Regions from separate parts of the Mus musculus genome. Here region 1 is linked to region 2. Evidence: chromatin contacts called from public promoter capture Hi-C data. All regions are on one chromosome and are shown on one strand. Each heading gives the region's core, a stretch centred on a gene start, on an enhancer-like site or on the middle of the called end of the contact. The rest is flanking DNA. Distances are from core to core; before and after follow the strand shown.

Region 1 (4,933 bases), core at 1,148-3,647, 710 kb before region 2:
AAGAAAAGAGCCGCACGTCACAAAAGGATGCTACATGGTGCTGAGGGTCACACTGATGTCAGAGACAAAGGAGGAGGCTAGGAAGGTTAGTAGGGGTCAGAGGTTATAACGTTGGCATGAGGGGTAGATTCTGCTCACCGAGTTCTTCTGGAAAACATCCTCCTGCAGGAGGCAGACAATCAGATACTGGCATTCTGGGGTGGCCTCACCCCAACCCTGCACCTGTCTTCCCAGCCCCCAGCCCCCTGGCCACTTACACGAAGGGCCTGCAGATCAGGGAGCTCTGCCTGGGAACAGAGGAGCACGTTGTTGGTCATGCTGAAGCTCTCACGCACGCCGAGGTGGTAGAACAAGGAAGGCTGTGCCAGGGAGCTGCTCACCTCCAGCACCACTACATCTGTGGACACAGAAGTGTAGGCCTGAGCGTGGAAGCCCACCTCAGTGGCAAAGGAGCCTGGAGATGCATGCCACGTCAAGTGCCTTGCCTGCACCTCATGCCAAAGTCGGTGCTGCTCTCGAGAGCTTCCCGGGGTTTTCACAGTACTCTTATTGGTGGTGTTACAGGAGATGCCCAGGGACCTTCATCCCACTGAGCACTTCCAGGTTATGTAGGAGACAGGAACTTTGCAAAAAGAAGTCCCATTCTCTCTCTCTTTCTCTGTCTCTCTCTCTCTCCTCTCTCTCTTGTTTTATTTATATGTATGTGTGTGTTGGTGTGAGTGTATGATAGAAAGCGGCATCAGGATCCTCTGGAGATAAAGTTACAGGTGGTTGTGAGCATGCACACCCCGTGTGCATGCTGGGAACCTCGGGTCCTCGGGAAGAGCAGCAAGTGCTCTTAACCTCAGCGCCATCTCTCCAGTCTTGAAGCCAGGGTCCTGAGGGTGATCTGCATCATCGTGTGTGAAGACAACGTCGTGCTTTTATGTGTGTTTGTGTAGCTTACTGTATCCAGCCATCTTTAAGTGACAATGTCCGCAAGGGAGGGACTGTATGAGTCAACGCAGATGATTCCACTTTATCTGTGGTCTGACCGGGTCAGCCTTCATTTTTAAGCTACAATTTAGCAGATGTCCAGGATACAAGGCTCTCTGACTCGGAGATAAACAAATAGGGATGAGGTGGAGCATCCGGTAGGTGGGAAAGAGAGGAATAGCTATCTTCCGACCTCACCCTTGGACTCCCTGTATCTCCTCTAGACCCACCCCTGCCCCACCCATTTTCTTTCGACTCCTAGTCTCCAAATACAATCCCTTTCTCCTATAATCCAGTCCCGAAGAGTTGCCTCAGTACTTCCTTTCCCGCCCCTTTAGTCCCATGTGGGATGTAGTATGCTAGGACTTATCAACCCCAATCCTGCAGAGATGGCCCCTTGCCATAGACCGAACTTCCGTCTCAGGCCTGATTCACCCTCAAAAGTCCAACGTGAGATCATCCTGAAAAAGAGTTCTCCCGCTTACGCAGGGAAGCGCAGCTCTGCCCCTCCCTCAGCCCCGCCCCTCCCCAGCCCCGCCCTTAGAGTTCGCCTGCTCCGCCCCACCTGCTTGGCACCACGCTCACCGAAAGATACTTAAACTCCGGAGCCAGGCCTGAATCCCCAGATCCAGCCTCAAGCCCATCACATCCATAATCCACTAAATGCCCTGTCGTTACTGCCTTGTCTCAAGTTCGGCTTTAGTTTACCGTAAATTCCCTAGACCTGGTACCCACACCCGCCCCGTCAGGGTTCTAAAGCTCCGCCCCTTGCCCCGCCCAGACTCAAGCCCCGCCCCGAGACGCTCACCCGCGTTGTAGAAGGAGTCCAGCGCAGCGGTGTCGCCTAGCGCCAGCGTCGCAAAGGGTAGGCTGCGTAGCTGCGGGGGTGGCCGTGTGCCCTGGAGCTGAGCGCAGGCCTCGCGCAGGCATCGCAACGGCAGCGGCTCTGCCTCGGTTCCCGACCCGGGCTCCACCCCGAGCCCCGGCTCCCGGGTCAGCACGTAGACCACACTGAGAGGCCGGCTCCGCGCGCAGCCCCGACCCGTGACCGCAGGAGACGAGCGGCCCCGGCTCAGCGCCTCCGCCAGCGGGTCCTGCCAGCAGCTGCCCGCCCGTTCTAGAACCCCGGCCCCAGGACATGGCCCCGCCATGCGGGGGCGCTCAAGCGCGGGGCCCCGGGCGCGGGGAACCCGGGACAGGGCACGAGGCTGAAGGTGTGGATCCAGTCGGGATCCGGAGATGGGCTGGACGTCCTGTTCCGGAACTCTTAAGTCCAGAAAGACTTCTTTGCTCAATCTTTCACGGTCCTTACAGATCTGCAATCCAGGACTGGGTTCTGGGAATCTGGGGTACCCAGTAATCCTCGGCTCACAGGTCACAGAAGAGTCCTGGGAAGTCAACCGGCAGCGTGCTACACCCAGACTTCTCAAGGGAGCGCTGGCAGTCACTCTGTCCTGCCCTCACATGTAGGCTGGGCCCAGCCCTTTCCCGACTGGGAAAGGCTCCACCCTCGGCCCTGGGGCAATGAGGCTCCCCAGCGGCTCTCCCTCCCTCCTCTCCGGCTAGAACCTCTGACACTGTCCACTTCCGGAACAGCCTGTGCCCCTATTCGGGCCAAACACTGTTGACTGCTTACTGCAAGCGCTCGTAAGACGTGTGCCCAGCCCAGGGATAGGAAACAGGACAGCCCCGCCCTGCAGGGACCTGGTAAATGAATGGACACTGGGCGGGGGAAGGACGGGGGAGCAAAACATTGTGTAGGCGGCACATGTAATGTTCCTGCTGGTAGGGGTCAGAATGTTGACAAGCGCTTTCCTCAGAGCCTCTCTTGCAGTGAAACCTTGTGGACCTTATTGGTCCACCCGAAACTTGACCATGGAGCTGAAAAGCACTTCTACGGTAAACTTCCTATCTACCCTTTGAAGGAACTCCAGAAGTCTCCGCTTTTTGGGTTACAAGGTTATCCCGGCTTCAAATTCACCAAGAAGCTTTAACATCATAGTATGAATCTAAGTTGCTATAAACCTTAGAGGGCCCTGAACTTAGAAATGAGACTTTGAGACTCTGAGGTTAGGGCCATGTTTCATAATCGTTTATTATGGTAGGGCTTGGGCATGAGAGACAGCACAGCTGTAAAGACCACTTGCTGCTCTTTCAGAGGGCCCTGGTTTGGTTCCCAGCACCCACATGGTGGCTCACCATCATCTGTAACTGTAGGCCCAGGGGAGTCCTGGCACTCTCCTGACCTGCATAGGCGCCCAGCACATACATGGTGCACATATATAATTACAGGCAAAAGATGCACATGAAATAAAACTAAAACTTTATAAAAATAATATGTTGGGGCTTTGGACAAATGGACCTTTCAACAAACGGTAGGAAGCCTCTGTTTCACAGCCTTCTTGTCTCATGGAAGGAAAAAAATATATCTTCCTAGGTTTGAACCAATGGGATAGACGAGCAATAGAAAGGGAGAATGTGGCCCATTACAGAGGTTTGGGTAGAAAACACACTTACAAGAAACAAATGGGAACCAAGTGGTGGTGGCACATGTCTTTAAGCCCAGCACTCAGGAGGCAGAGGCAGGTGAATCTCTGAGTTCAAGGCCAACCTGGTCTACAGAGTTTCCAGGACAGCCAGGGCTGCTGAGTGAAACCCTGTCTCATAAAATCAACCAACCAACCAAACAGCAAACAAAGAGTGAGAGAAAGCTGTCCTCAGATGCATCCACTTTGGGCTTGGGGGCCCAGGAGGATTGCGAGTGGGTGGTTGAATCTCTCACCTCACTGCCCCCTAGCATTTCTTGCATCCTTCTAGGATCTGAAGCCCGGAGAAGTCCTACCCATTCGTCTTCCTGATTAGAAGTTCTTCCTTGAATGGAACTGAAGCTTGTGTCCCTGCCCTGTTTTCTATAGGTTTTCTCCTGAGTAAGAAAAGATTTGTAAAGTGTTACAAAGTGGCCCTGCAAGCAGAGGCAGTTGGCAGTGAGGTGGCCAAGGGATGGAAGCTGTAAGGAGTGACGATACCGACAATCGAGTGCTCTAGCAAAGCATTATGTGTAATCCCACAGTAGGGGTGACCCATGCCTTTTTCTGAGGTCCAGTCAATGCCATACATGTGGGCAGTGGTCTCAGATGCAGCATAATGCCCCTTGAGATTGGTTCAGTTGCAGGATCCGTACAACCCAGCACCAGGGACAGTTACTGCACAGTTGTCCCATCTTGAATAAGGCTCTGCACCATCAGTGGTAGAAGTCTTTCCACTGGGCTGGAGAGGTGGATCAGCAGTTAAGGGCACTGACTGCTCTCCTGAAGGTCCTGAGTTCAAATCCCAGCAACCACATGGTGACTCACAACCACCCATAATGAGATCTGACACCCTCTTCTGATGTGTCTGAAGACAGCTACAGTGTAGTTACATGTAATAATAAATTAATCTTTAAAAAAAAAAAGTCTTCCCACTGTGGAAGATGAGAGTCCCCTGCAGCAAGGAGTGGAAGACACCTTGGCACCCTACAGGATGCCTGAAGCCCTTACAGATATTACCCCAAGGCAGCCTCCAATCAGTAATGAGGTGAATGTTATCAGGCCCCATGAGAGCCAACAGCACCAAGGAGCCAATTTTTGTTGGTTTGTTTGTCTATGGTCATTCAGCTAGTCACAGTGGAAGTGGGACTTTTTTTGTTCCAAGCCATCAGTTTGACCCAAGTCTTTTGTTTTGTTTTGTTTTGTTTTTTCAAGACAGGGGTTTATCTGTATAGCCCTGGCTGTCCTGGAACTCACTTTGAAGACCAGGCTGGCCTCGAACTCAGAAATCCGCCTGCCTCTGCCTCCCGAGTGCTGGGATTAAAGGTGTGCGCCACCACGCCCAGCAAGTCTTTTTTTTTTTATTAGATATTTTCTTCATTTACATTTCAAATGCTATCCCGAAAGACCCCTATACCCTCCCCCCTTGACCC
Region 2 (4,549 bases), core at 11-2,510:
TTTCTCTGTGTAGCCCTGGCTGTCCTGGAACTCATTCTATAGACCAGCCTGGCCCTGAACTCAGAAATCCGCCTGCCTCTGCCTCCCAAGTGCTGAATTAAAGGCATGAACCACCATCGCCCGGCTTACAAGTATTCTTATAAGCACAAGAGATAATGGCTCTGGTCCCAGCACTTTGGAGGCTGAAGCAAGAGGGTCCAACCTGGGCTACCAGAAAGTACTTAATTCGAAAACGACTGCTTTATAATTTTCAAGCTGCTTTTTTATACACGAAACCCTTTAATCGTCGTGAAAACTCTTACAATGTTAACTTGCCAGTGTGGGAACTGATGTCTTGAAATTTCAACAGCAGTTAGGCTAATTGCCTTGCGAGAACGCAATATGTGGGCCTCTGACGCCAGATAGCTAACTTTAACTCAGTTTATTCATTCATTTAATCAACGGATATATGCGAAACATCCACCACGCATTAGGCACTGGCGATGCAAATGTCAACAAGGCTCAGAGCAAGTTCACTCCTGTCCTACCTGACACCAAGAACGTATGCACCCTCTTAAGAGGTTCGTCATGTTAAAGATGGAGGGTTCACATACGCATTCTTGTCCCGATGAACAGTGCTCAGCACTGATAAGACCGCAGAAATCGCCACTCGCACAATTCATGGCAGAGGAGTGGGACAAGGGCCTCCTTCCTGTTTACAAATAAAAGTGGGTGCGCCGCAGCTCGGCCTCCGCCAGCCGGAGACTCCACCGCCAGCAGGCTGCACCGCGCGACCAGCAGCTCGCCGGGCCCCTCTCCGGGTCTGGGTCCACAGGCCCAGCCGCCCCGCCGCGTTCCGGGGACCTCAGTAGCCACAGTGGCGGTCGCGCATGCACTCCGCAGCCGATCCGCAGTCCCCAGGCCAGACGGCGCGGGCCAACGGTCCCAGGAGGCGCCTCGCCGGCCCCAGCCGCGGCGGACGAAGCCGGAGCACGGTCGTCCTAAGGCCACCATCCTTACTCCGGGCTCACCTCACTGTAGAAGGTCATAAATGCCTCCTCTGTGCTGCCTCCGCCACCCGAAGCACCACTCTCTCCCGAAGCCGCCATTTTCCCGGCTAACCACCACGTGACCGTTCTGCGCAAGCGCAGCCTCACGTAACCACCCAAGCCCGCCTTCCCGGACTCCCCGCCCGCCAGCTGAACTTAAAGGGGCCGAGACCTCTTTTTTTTTTTTTTCGGTTTTAGTTTTGGTTTTTCAGAATAAGGATAAAGTTTCATAGTGTTGCCCTGGTTGTCTCCAGTCTCTGACAGAAAGAAATCTGTTGTCTCTGGATATACCTATTATTATTCTGGACATTTCCCATGGATGGAATCTACTTATACAATTCTTATTTAGGTTTTTTTCATGTGACAGTTTTTTGGTTTTTTTGACCCAGGATTTCTCTGTGTAGCCTTGGTTGTCCTGGAATTCTCTCTGTAGACCAGGCTGACCTCAAACTCACAGAGATCTACATGACTCCCTGGAGTGCTGGAACTGGCCTGGGTAACCACCATGTACCAGTTTTTTAAGAGTTTATCCCAGTGGAGCCTATCCTGGTACTCCAGAGGCAGAGGTAGGCAGATCTTCTGAGTTTGGGGCCAGCCTAGTCTCTATAGTAAGTTTCAGGACAGCCAGGCCTGTGAAAAAAAAACTGTCAAAAAAATTTTTTTTTTTTTTACTGCATTTTATGGTGGCATCCAATTCCTCAAAGGTATGTCTATGCTATGATTTGTTGACCTCTTCAGTAGTTCAACATTTGGGGTCTTCTCACCTTTGGACCACTGTGAAATAGTATTATGAAGCTGGACATATGCCTGTAACCCCAACTCTGGGGAGGTGGAGACGGAAAGATGAGAAATTGGCTTCTTCACTGCGAGTTTGAGGCCATCCCGAGTTACAACAGATCTCATTGAGGTAGGGACAAAATCGGAAAATGGGATGGAAGCAATTATGAGCATGCATGTATAAGGATCTGTGCTTGGAGTTTGTTATTTAATTTTTAAAATTATACTTACTTATTAGTGGGGGCACAGTGTCACAATGCACATGGAGAGGTCAGGGAGAACAACTTTCAAGAGTCCGTTCTCTCCTTTCACCATTGGGGCCCAGCACTAGCCCTATGTGTGGGGGGCGGGGGGGGTGCGGGGGGGGAGTGTATGGGGGGGTGTGGGTGTTTATTCGTTTGTTTCTGAAAACAGGATCTTGTTATGAAGCCCTGGCTGGCCCAGAATTCCCTTTGTCGAATAGGCTAGATTAAGCTAGATTAAGCTCTTCCTGTGTGCCTCAGGAGTGCTGGGATTACAGGTTTGTACCACCAGTTCGCTTGATGTTCTTTTCAGTGTCCTTGTAGCCCGTCACCAAGTTATTAGGTCCATTCACCGACACATTGATACAGTTCAAAATTACTAATTCACTACCTACTAAGGCTCTGATGGCTTCACAAAGTAAACTGTGAGAAAGAACTCAGAAGCAAGGATAAAAAAAAATTGCTGTCAGGATGACTAGGAAGGTCAAAGAAGGGTTTCTCTGAGAAAGTGACATTTAAGGTGAGAGAAGGCACTGCAGTGGCAATATAACCAAAGAACAAGAACACCTCTTAAGAGATAAACACGATTTCATATGTATAAACAGAGGTTTGAGGTCGATATCCAGGCTGTCGGCATCCTAGGCATGGCTACCACAAACTTTGTGTTTCCCCAATCTATTCATGTCCATAGGGCTTGCCATCGTGTACATTTTTAATAAAATCGACCTTTGGACGGAAATTGTGCAGTGGGAGTGAACGAAATGCCTCATTCTAAAGAGACCAAAAGCCAAGATTCATCTTTTGACTTCGCTCTGTAGACTCCTGGGTCATGATGCGTTAGAGCCTTGTTTATTAACTGTTAACTAAGGGATAAATCCGCCTCCCTCTCAACAAACGCTGCAGATATCATAAGCCCCGCCCCCTCCCTCCTGATTCGCGGTTTCCGTGCTCGTCCCACCTCCCCGGCGTCTAGATTGGCAGTTCAGCCGCCCTCGCAGTTAGCGCGCTAGGAGAGAAGCAGCCACGCCCGCAACGCGAGCTGAGCAACGCCGAAGACAATGGCAGGCTCGGCGTTGGCAGTTCGGGCTCGGTTCGGTGTCTGGGGTATGAAGGTCCTGCAAACCCGAGGCTTCGTCTCGGACTCGGTAGGTGGCGGCACGGCCCAGCGCCCATCGCGGGGCGCAGGTTCTCTCTCCCTTGTTGTGCCTTTTCTTTTCACGTCCACGACTCTCTTTGCAGTCGGATAGCATGGATACGGGCGCTGGCTCCATCCGAGAAGCTGGTGGAGCCTTCGGAAAACGAGAAAAGGCTGAAGAGGATCGGTACTTCCGGTGAGGCCCACCTGGTCCCAAGTCCAGCCCCCAGTCGTCCTCCCTGTCCTTTCTACGCTCTCTGTCGCTCCACCCATCTTTACCTGGTCCCTTGGGGCGCCCATCTTCTGGCAGAATTCCAAGGCTGATGAAGCCATCGGGTCGCCTCGTAGTCGAGACTGCTAGTATCGCACTGCTGGCCTCCCAGCCAGCCTTAAGCCTTTTACACCGGTTCTGCAGGACTCAGCCCAAGGGTAGTCTCCTAATTTATCGTTTGCTGTCATCTTCCCCGCATTTCCCCCGCAGTCATCCCCTCTGCACCCCTGGTTGTGCGAGACTCCCCCAGGTGCTCCGAGCAGTGTTTACAACTAGCCAGAACATGCAGAGCCTCTGAGCCCGGCTCACTCACCTGTCACCCCCATCTTTTCTCCCCAACTTCCCTCTCCTCTCTTTAGTTTTTGTAAGGCTGTGTCCATTCCCTGAGGCCTCAGATCCTGTCAGCCATTTCTAGATCCTCCACGTGTCTCCAGTTCTCATGATCTAGATAGTAGCTGCTCAAGGTTAGACTTCCCCCACTCCGGGAGACTTGCACTACTCAGGCCCTGGGTTGTACATTTCTCTGGACTGGTTAGAAATAGGGAGTGGACTAGGTCTATCTACAACCTTTTCCCGGCCCTGAGTTATCTTTAACTTCTGTCCACTGGAGAGCAGCCAGAAACTAATCTTGCTTCCGTTTCTCCTTTGGTCTGCGTCCTAAGCCCATAGGGGTTGTTGCTCATTTATGGAATAAGAACTTAAACAGAGACCTGGATTTCAAGTCTCAGTACCCAAAAAAAACAAAACAAAAAAAAACAATTATCAGGGGGCTGGTGAGATGGCTCAGCGGGTAAGGGCACTGACTGCTCTTCCAAAGGTCCTGAGTTCAAATCCCAGCAACCACATGGTGGCTTTTAACCACCCATAGTGAGATCTGATGCTCTCTTCTGGTGTGTCTGAAGTCAGCTACAGTGTACTTATGTATAATAAATAAATCTTAAAAACAAAACAATTATCAGGATGGCAATTCTCCTGCCTCAGCCTTTCAAGTGTTGGAATTTTAAGCTATGCCACCACTCCTGGCTTGGGACCTATGTCCTTTACCTTATGTATTATTGTTTTGTTGGATTGTGTTTGAGTTTTCTTTCCTTTAATT

Evidence for each region. Promoter capture Hi-C pulls out the DNA fragments that hold promoters and counts their contacts.
Region 1: a promoter capture Hi-C map of liver shows a contact between it and region 2, with 2.2 times the contacts expected there. The contact joins the promoter of Map3k6 here to the promoter of Atpif1 in region 2. A contact is called at or near these places in 2 of 39 promoter capture datasets (liver and pre-B cells).

The regions. Positions count from the first base shown.
Region 1 is chr4:133,238,282-133,243,214 of GRCm38.p6, reverse strand. It overlaps Map3k6 (mitogen-activated protein kinase kinase kinase 6), which reads right to left and starts at 2,397. Exons shown (of 29, transcript NM_016693.5): 1 at 1,784-2,397; 2 at 258-397; 3 at 139-162. The coding sequence starts at 2,126. It also overlaps the pseudogene Fcnc-ps.
Region 2 is chr4:132,532,125-132,536,673 of GRCm38.p6, reverse strand. Atpif1 (ATPase inhibitory factor 1) reads left to right here and starts at 1,260. Exons shown (of 4, transcript NM_007512.4): 1 at 1,260-1,935; 2 at 2,739-3,192; 3 at 3,287-3,378. The coding sequence starts at 3,106. It overlaps Dnajc8 (DnaJ heat shock protein family (Hsp40) member C8), which reads right to left and starts at 1,115. Exons shown (of 9, transcript NM_172400.3): 1 at 1,011-1,115. The coding sequence starts at 1,088.